2 separate regions of the Sus scrofa genome follow, and region 2 is linked to region 1. A link is a contact called in public HiChIP or PLAC-seq data. All regions are on one chromosome and are shown on one strand. Each heading gives the region's core, a stretch centred on a gene start, on an enhancer-like site or on the middle of the called end of the contact. The rest is flanking DNA. Distances are from core to core; before and after follow the strand shown. Region 1 holds the start of CCDC15 (coiled-coil domain-containing protein 15). Region 2 holds the start of TMEM218 (transmembrane protein 218).

Region 1 (4,763 bases), core at 1,446-3,945:
ATTTTTTAGAGGAGGGAAAGGAGACATGTTACATAGTTATATATGCTACAAGACTTTAAACTTTTGAATTAATGTGTGGGAACATGAGACAATTACTTTTAACACAGATAATCTTGATAGTTTTTAGGCATTTTGATGCTACTGACATTATACAGATGTCATAATTTGAGCAGTTAATAAGAGGTATCAATAACTTAAATACCAAAATACCTCTGTACCAAGTCTTACTGTTTCTTCTGGGATGTTTCTTATATTCATCCCCTCATTTCCACTTCAACCACTCTTTTCCAAGGCTTTCCCTCCACATTCCTTACCACTAAAGTCTTGATGCTATATTTCACACCTGATTTGTTACAGTTACATCCTAATATGTCCCCCAAGAGTCTCACCTTTAAGAACTTGAAAGCAATTAATCTAATCAAAAATTCTGATTATGGGAGTTCCTGTTGTGGCTCAGTGGGTTAATGAATCTGACCATCATCCATGAGGACGCAGGTTCGATCCCTGGCCTTGCTCAGTGGATTAAGGATCTGGTATTGCCATGAGCTGTGGCTAGGTCGCAGAGGTGGCTCAGATTCTGAGTTGCTGTGGTTGTGCTGTAGGCCAGCAGCTACATCTCCAATTTGACCCTTATCCTGGGAATCTCCATATGTCATGGGTGAGGCCCTAAAAAGCAAAAAAAAAAATCTGATTATGAAATTCATCTGTAAATATTAAACAGTGAATGAAGTCAATCCCTTCTCCAAAATTTCCTGTGGTTTCCTATCACTCCTATTTTCCATAATCCTATCAACCTTCATCCCCCTACTAAGCCTGCCACTCCAATCAATCTAATCTACCCCTAAAATTCTGGCTATACCTTGCTTACTCCCTATCCTCTCCATTCTCCTTAAATGGACAATCATTCCCTTTCTATTTCTATTTTGATTAAGCAAATAATTCTTTACTAAACTTTTCTGGGTCATATCAACCCAAAGTTGTATCTTTCTTTTCTGATTAAGTGCTATGATCTTAGCACTTAAATTTGCAAAAGTTTCCCTTCATCTGAAATGCTCTTCCCTACCATCAGTACTTATATAGCATCTCCACTCTTTAAATACACAAACAATATTTCCTCACTCATTCATTCAACAAATATTTCCTGAGGACTTGCTATACCAATATGAGAAACAATAAAAAATAAAGGTCCCTGTCCTCACAGAATTTACAGTTAAACTTTCTCAGGATCCCACTCGGAATTAATCTCTCTCTTAATCTCTTACTGCACTTGAACCTTAATGAATCTCCATTACAAACCTTATAAACTTTAGGCAATCAATGTTACATCGACTATGGTCGTCATCCCTACTACACTCACTATAGAGTGTCTAGAAGACAGACAGTGCCTACGTCGTGTGCACGTCATGTGCACATCGTGTGCAGAGCAAGCATCAAGAGTTTATGAGGTAAACTGAAATATCTATATGTATGTATATAAATGTAATAAACACTCAATTATGTAGACTAAAGCTAGAGCAAGTTTTTAGCAAATTCATATTTGTTCTATAATTCTAATGCAAGAGCCTATCTATAACAGAATAGAAACAGCACCTCCAGACTGTTCATCTTATCTGTGCACCAGGGACTAGAGAAGGTTAATAAAAAGAAAGATGGAGGAGGAACCCCACCGTATTTGCATCAAACTGACACTCACATGTGCTGGGACTTCTGTGCTACCTGGTGGGGCAGGTTCCACCCATGCCCCAACTGGTACTACAGCCTGGTTCCTCTCAGCCAGCACTGTCAACACGTCCTTGCTCTTCAGGGGGTTTAAAGCCAGGGGCAACTTTGTGGAATTTCGAGGCTTCTTGAGGGGGGCCATACTTCCTGGCACCTAAGATTCCTGGTTAGGAGAGAAGAAAAGCTTAACATCTTCAAACGACTTCCTTAGAAGCTCAGCCCCTTAACACATATGCCACAGGCTCCTTAATAGGAGAGAAGCCTTGGAGGAGGCAGTAAGTAGCCTAACAGAGAGCCAAGAATAAGGATTCTGGAGAAGGAAGGAAAAAAGCTTGCCCTCGTAAAGGAATAGGGACGAGTGGAAAGAAGTAAGAATCTGAAGGAACGAAAACTGTGCCAGTGGTGACACACCGACGTGGGACAGGGAGGAAAGAGCGTAGCAGCCGGAGGGCAAGAGAGCTGGGAGGGTGCGGAGTGGGAACCTGGGTTGAAGGCAGAGTCCAAACAATCGGTATCCGGTTATGGGGGGAAGCGCTGAACGCCGGGGAACCCCGGGCCAGGGAAAAGTTTGGCCTGTTTCTTAGGCCTCGGGGTCCTAATCCTGCCGAGGCAGCCCTGGCCTAGTATCAACTCGCTGCTCGCCACAGACTCAAACTACCACGGACACTAAAGTAACCGCCGCCAACAAACCGCCAATTTTGGGAGGGCCGCCTTTCGGAACCCCGGGCCAAGGAAAATTTTGGCCTGTTTCTTAGGCCTCGGGGTCCTATTCTTGTCGAAGCAGTCCCGGCCTAGTATTAACTCGCTGCTCACCACAGACTCAAACTACCACGGACACTAAAGTAACTGCCGCCAACAAACCACCACTTTTGGGAGCACCGCCTTATCCCGCCGCGCCCCTCGGTTGGTTTGTATCCGCCTCCTCCGGCTTGCGTCACCTCCCTGGTACAGGGAAGGCGTAGGGCGGGGTTTCGGGTTCCGAAGGGTCGTCACTTCCGCTCTCTGTAACCCTGAGGGGGCGGGACTTGTGAAGCGTGGGGGTGCGGGTGGAGTCTAGCTCAGTCAGCTGAGCTGTTGCATTATCTACCCTGGGATTAACCCACATCTTTCAGAAAAAGGAATACGTTGGGCTGGAGAGCTGATTAAGTGGGAAGGACAGGGGTCCAGTTGAGGGACGCATGGGAGAAGGATGGAAGAAGGCAGGCCTGGCAGGGCTTCCTTGACGGAGGAAATACGCCTACAGTAAATCATACTGATCCTTTGTTCACTTCGTTACGTTAGCAGTGCTGTTTCATATATACTCTTACATGTAAATATCGCAGCCTTGAGAGTGGTCTCCCTTTCTGCTCCAAGCTTTGCTATAATCCAGGGACACTTCATTTTTCTTGTGAAACACCAGTTTGTTCGTTCAATTAACATATAATTGAGAGCATTTTATATACCAGTACTTTGCTAGGCACTGAATATATATAGCAGTGAACAAAACAGACATATCCCTTGTTCATGGAATTGACAATATAATGAGAAATAACCAAATAGACACATGAATAAGTAAATAAAAGTGGCTGATGATGATGCGCAACTTGCAACTGGCCCAGGAACTCTATATGCCTCTGGGTGGCCAGAAGAAAAAAGAAAAAAAAAAGGGGGCAAGGGAGTAGTTAAATAACTGACCATAGGATTTAAGATAGGTAATGTAGGAAAGGATGACAAGTGGAAGGAAGGGACCTTGTAGAGGTGGTAAAATCAAGAGATTCTAGGTTCCAATGGAGACCTAAGTTTTGCTAGAGCAGAATACTAGAAGGAATGCATTGAAAAAATAAGAGGTGGTCATCCAAGATTGAGATGCTTGAAAGTAAGAGTATAAAGTTATTGTAGATATTAGTAGTGTTGGAGTTCCCTCGGAGCCTAGCTGTTAAGGATGGACACTGCCACTGCTGTGGCACAGGTTCAATCGCTGGCCTGGGAACTTCTGCATACCGTGGGCATGGCCCCTCAAAACATATTGGTACTGTCAAAATCTATGGTATAACCAAGAGAGGGAGTGCTGAGGTAGAAGAACAAGATTACTGAAGAAGAGGTCATAGAAATGGCCAAATGGCTTGAAATCACCAAGATACATGAACAGAAGAGTGTTGCAAGAGCCAGGAGCATCCATCTTCAAGGAATTTCAGGAAAAGACCTGGAGCTTGGTAGATGAGTATAACCTGGAAATCAGGGAGTGATATAGTCTAGCAACATCAGATGCAAACCAAGGAGCAGAGCTGAGAAAAAAAACAGGAAGCATTGTTTACAAACAGCACTGAGCAATCAAGTAACGAGAAGGAAAGCCATACCACCTCCACACAAAGAACAGAAAACAGCCACCACTGGAGAAGGCCAGAGGAAGGTTGATTTGTACACCTCTGTAAACACACACACACACACACACACACAGAAGAAATGTTATTAGGTAGCCCCTTGCTGTCTCTAACCCTCTACCTCAAGGTCTGTGCCCCACTAGCAGCCATCCAGTGGTTTCATATGAATCTACACTCTCTTATGTCCAGAAAGATCCCATCTTGGGCTCTGCTCCCACTTTCTAAAGTTTTCACAAGGTGTGTCTTCCATATGCCCAGAATTAGTTTCTCCCCAAGAGAGCTGTTTGCTTAGAAATGTCTTCTTCAGAAACTTAAAAGACTGGGTGTTGCTGGCACCAGAGTCTTGAGGCCCTGATCCAGAACACTCTTCATTAGAACTTGATAATGTGTGTGGCTGGGGGATCCCCGGCCATTGCTGCACAAGGCCCTGTCACTGGGTCCTTGGCAGCAGTCCACTCCACACAACTCAGAGATGTGCTGTTTGGGAGTTCCCATTGTGGCTCAGCAGGTTAAGGACCAGATGTTGTCCCTATGAGGATGTGGGTTTGAACGTTGGCCTCACTCCATGGTTAAGACAACAGCTGCAGCTCTGACTCCACCCTTAGCCTTTGAACTTCCATATGCCGCAGGTATAGCTGGAAAAAGAAAAAAAAGAAATGTGCTATTTGGTTTCACCATCCTTTT
Region 2 (4,763 bases), core at 1,016-3,515, 160 kb before region 1:
TCATGGATACTAGTCAGATTTGTTTCTGCTGAGCCACAGTGGGAACTCTGGTTATCACTGTTTTTGCCTGGACTTTTTCGTTTGTTTAGGAGAAAAGAAAATTGTACTTAAACAAAATGATAGGGATACATATATAGCACCTAAGTACACTCTACAAATACAATGCTCTCCATATACAGTGGAGATACAGAACATTGTATAACACTTGTACAAGGAATCAATCTTCTCGAGAGTGAACTACAATTAAGAGATGGCAAAAGATGGAGCACTACAGTGTCAGCACTTTGTTCAATTTCAGTGAGTGGCTAGGATATCATCATTTAATCAGAAAACTAATATCTCCTCCCAGTTGAGGGGTAAGGTAGAGGTGGGTTTGGGGGGACAGCTCCTCCTTATGAGAGAGAAAACCTAAAAGGTTATCTCCATTCAGGAAGATGTAAGAAGTCTGGAGTGCCTCCTCAGTCATGCCCTATTCTTAATTTACTTTAACTAAAGTCAACCTGATCATTAGAAGTGTAAGATTAACGTTCCCAATATCCAGCTTTTGAACACTTTTCCCCACAAACATGAAGGGCTCAGGACTGGTCCTGATCAGGTCATCTACACAATGCTATTCTCCCTTATCTCTGCTCTGGCTTGAACCATGATCCACATTATTCCCCAGATACTAAGTGCTCAATCTTGTCTCAGCCTCTTTGTTTAAACCACTTTCTCTCCATGGATCCTCTTCCATCTCTGTTCCACCTCTCTCATTCCTATGCTTATACCAGGGCCCAGCAATAGTTCTAGCTGTAACACTATGAAGAACCACATTAAGGCAAGTCAAAGCAATATTTCCCTCAAATAATTCAAGTGAAGGAGTGTTTTGAAAACTACAATGCTCTGCAAATATGTAGTAGTATTATTACCTTTGGAGAAAATAAATTATAAATTAAGTTTGGCACCATTGTCATATCTTGCTTTAAAGTACTTCCTAGTTGTTTCATATGCTGTTGACGTTTGCAAACCACAGGCTATTAAGCCAGGAATCACATCGTATTTCTTTCGTATCCTCAAAGTCCCTACCAGCGCTTAGCTACAGTTAACACTCAACTCCAATGAAATGAATTAATCAAAACAATGGCTTTCTTAACCACAGAACCCCTCATTGGGCCAAGTAAGGCTAAGCTGTTAAACATATAAGAAATCGTTGGTTACTATACATGACTGCAAATTAAACCTTGAAAGTAGATTAAATTTGAGACATACTTTAGTGGACTTCAACCATCTTCTTCCATTTCATTCATAGAGCTGTGATTCAGGAGCTGAACTCCCTAAATGAACGATTCAGTGTTCCAGGATTGAATAGTTTGTTTTATGATGTTTCAAAATTTTGTGTAAAGTCAGAGGTTGCAAAACTGCAGCTCTCAGATTGGCATCATTTGATTTTAGTCTGTTCACTCTTCCTGATTCAGCAATGAAGCATGCATCCCATGTCTTTTTCCTTTAGATGGCTTGATTTACTGATCTTTTGGTTTAATAGGCTAGAGCCTCAGAACAACATGGCAAGTTTTAGTTTGCAGTTAGGCAAGAGCAGTTTGCTAAAAGCATGGACCAGCACCAGTTCCGGATGCCTGGCGGTGTAGTTACAGAAGATTTACTTGATTTGACTCTGGCTCCCCTTCCCCGATCTGTCTCTTGAGTAGAACGACCCTTGCCCCAGTGTATGTCGTAACGCTAAAGGAAGAATAATGCCAAATACAATAGGCCAGGTAAGACTAAATGAAAACGTGATGTTATTACAACTAGGGCTTCAGACTTGGTTCTCTCCAGCAGGGTTGTTAGTGACTGATGACTGAGCCTGACCCCCTTTCTGAGGCCGAATTTGACTTGCCCGCAAATACTGCGGTCCACCACAGCCAGGAGATCGGGAAATGAAATGCCCATTAGATTCCGGAACAGGCACTGAGGTCTAGAACGGGAGAAAGGGTTGCCAGGACTCTCCGTCTCACAGCCCGGCGGTGCTGTCTCCATGGTAACAGCGAGGAATGCCGGGAAAACGGCTCTCTTCCGCCCAACAACCCGCCCTCAGGCTAGACTGACCAATGGTCCCGTGGGTTACCACAAGAATGGCGTGATTGACAACGGGATGGGACGAGAGTAGGGAGCCAAGACTGCCTCTATCCAATCGAACTTGAGACCGGTCACAGGACCAAAAGGCACCGACCAATCGGAAGGCGTAACGGAGGGAGACGTGCCCACCCACCACGTTCCGCGTTGCCTGGAGCCGCGAGGGGCGTAAGCAAATGAGGGGGAAGTTGGGCGTTGAAAGAGCGGCGTTGATTAGCGAATCTGGAATCACCTGGATGAAAGTCCACTTGTGATTCGTCACAAGTAGATCAAAGCCTTTGTGGGCTGGAACTAGCCGGACTGAGAGGTGTGAGTAGAGGACCCGGGAGACTGGGAGCCAGGTGAGGGGGGTGGATATGAGGAAAGTGGGGCCCGCCGCGAAGAAGAGGGAATGGCAGGGCTTGGGTCTGGGGCTGAGGAGGCTGGAGGAAGGTGTGGGCAGATGGCGTTGCAGAGACCTCTCACACTACCCTCACTGCCGATCTGGACTCAAGGCCCAGCGGCCAATTAATGCTGAATTGGAAGCTGAGAAGGAAGGGATGTTTTATTTTTCATGCCCCTAAGAAAGTGAAGTGGCAGTACCTGATTCGAAATACCTTGTGACCTAAGTCTTAATCTCTGTCCCAACTGCTGGGAGGTAGCTGGGCGACCATTCTGAAGATGAGACGGGGGCACTTTTTTCTTGCCGCCCGTTTGAATCAGCTACAGGGCTGGGGGATCAGCGTGTTAAGAGATGATGCCACATCAATGGCGTTTTGGTAGCCTGGCAATTGATTTTTCCCAGACTTGCATTTTGTTTAACTGCAAAGGCAGAGGCATTATCCAAATATTTTAAAATTCAAACCGTATTGAAGTGTTTAAAGTTAAAAAAAAAGGGTGCGAGAGTATTCCCCACCCCCACCCCAGGTATTTTTGAAGGTAGGAAACAGCTATAAAGGAAAACGAAAAGGAATCCTCCAGAAGAGAAGTTCACCCTTGTAACCCCCTGTTTTCTTTTTAATTTTTTTTAGATTTGTTTTTTATTGAGGTAGCATTGGTTTATAATACTGTGTTTCATGTGTACAGTGTTGTATTTCTACTTATATATGCCCTACAGTGTATTCACCACCAGAAGACACCATACGGTATTTGTCTTTCTCCATCTGACTTAATTTGACAACATAATACCTTCAAGATCCATCCGTGTTGGCATGGCAGGATTCTGTCTCTTTTTAATGGCTCAGTATTCCATTGTATATAGACACCTAACTTCTTTATCTATAATCTGTTGATGGGCATTTGGGTTGTCTCCATATCTTGGATATTGTCAGTAATGCTGTGATGAACATAGGGTTGCATATATCTTTTTAAATTAGTGTTTTCATGTTCTTTGGATAAATACCCAGGAGTGAGATAGCTGAATCTTAATCTTTTTTGTTTGTTTTTTAGTTTTTTTTTTTTTTTTGTCTTTAGGGCCACACCCAGGGCAGACAGAGGTTCACAGGCTAGGGATCCAATCAGAGCTGTAGCTGCCGGCCTACGCTACAGCCACAGCAACTGGTATCCGAGCCGAGTCTGCGACCTATACCACACACAGCTCATGGCAACCCCAGATCCTTAACCCACTGACTGAGCAAGGCCAGGGATCTAACCCTTGATCCTCCTGGATACTAGTTGGATTCGTTAACCACTGAGCCACGACGGAAACTCCATGTATTCTTAATCTTTTGAAGAATCTCCATACTTGCCCATAGTGGCTGCACCAATTTACATGCCCACCAACAATGTATGAGAGTTCCCTTTTCTCCACACTCTCACCAACACTTTGTAACCCATTGTTTTCTGCTGTTCCAAGGGCTTGAAAGTGAAAATCAGGAGATGGGTGAGATATCCATCTCCCACCAGCAGTGCTAGGGCCATGTTACCCTCCAAGGAATCCACATTTGTACTGGACAGTAAGTCAGCTGGTTAATGGCTGTTACTGTTCTCACACGTGATCCACTGATGGGCAGTGTATTTTTAATCCAATAGGCTACATATACAGGGGTCAGTGCCTTAATATATCAGTTTTCTCTGAGAGCTGAGTGAAAGGGTAAGTAGAACAAACCATTAAATAGATGAAAAATGCACCACAAGTACCTCTAAAAAGTTCTGGACAAACCCTTTCTAAAGAAAGACCTCAAAGCAGAGTATGGAGGGGAAAAAATTGGCCCTACGTTTCCTCTCATTGTCAGCTGCTAAACAGGGTATTCAAATTTAGACAGATAATTTTATTCCAAGTTCAGCCTACCTGCAGTTTTAAATGCCTCAGACTTTAGGTAAATGGACTTACTCTACCAGGTTCACTAGACCCTCACTTCTCAGAAAAGTTTTGAAAAAGCCCTAGATGTTAAATAAAAATGTTGTTTTTACTTTTTTATCAAATCTTACTAATTTAGCCATTCCAATAAGGGATATAGGAATTCCTTTGTGGCACAGTGGGTTGAGGATCTAGCGCCGTGGCTCCTTATGGCATGGGATTGACCCCTGGCCTGGAAACTTCCACCTGCCATGGGTGTGGCCATGAAAAAGGAAATAATCACAAGTATTATTCCCACACTGAATTAACAAGATAAAGTGACTGGATGCTCACTCCTTCAACACCACAGCTCTCTGTACTATATTCAGCATTTCCC

What was found. HiChIP or PLAC-seq counts read pairs in DNA pulled down with a chosen protein or histone mark.
Region 2: a contact with region 1 is called in an H3K27ac HiChIP or PLAC-seq map of alveolar macrophages. The contact joins the promoter of TMEM218 here to the promoter of CCDC15 in region 1. A contact is called at or near these places in 2 of 47 Hi-C or Micro-C datasets (liver and skeletal muscle) and 1 of 2 datasets of contacts at active chromatin or transcription factors (alveolar macrophages).

What each region holds. Positions count from the first base shown.
Region 1 is chr9:52,144,230-52,148,992 of Sscrofa11.1, reverse strand. It overlaps CCDC15 (coiled-coil domain-containing protein 15), which reads right to left and starts at 2,695. Exons shown (of 15, transcript XM_021063078.1): 1 at 2,581-2,695; 2 at 1,694-1,882. The coding sequence starts at 1,861.
Region 2 is chr9:52,300,268-52,305,030 of Sscrofa11.1, reverse strand. TMEM218 (transmembrane protein 218) reads left to right here and starts at 2,265. Exons shown (of 4, transcript XM_003130031.4): 1 at 2,265-2,418. PKNOX2 (homeobox protein PKNOX2) reads right to left here and starts at 2,009. Exons shown (of 14, transcript XM_021063090.1): 1 at 1,249-2,009.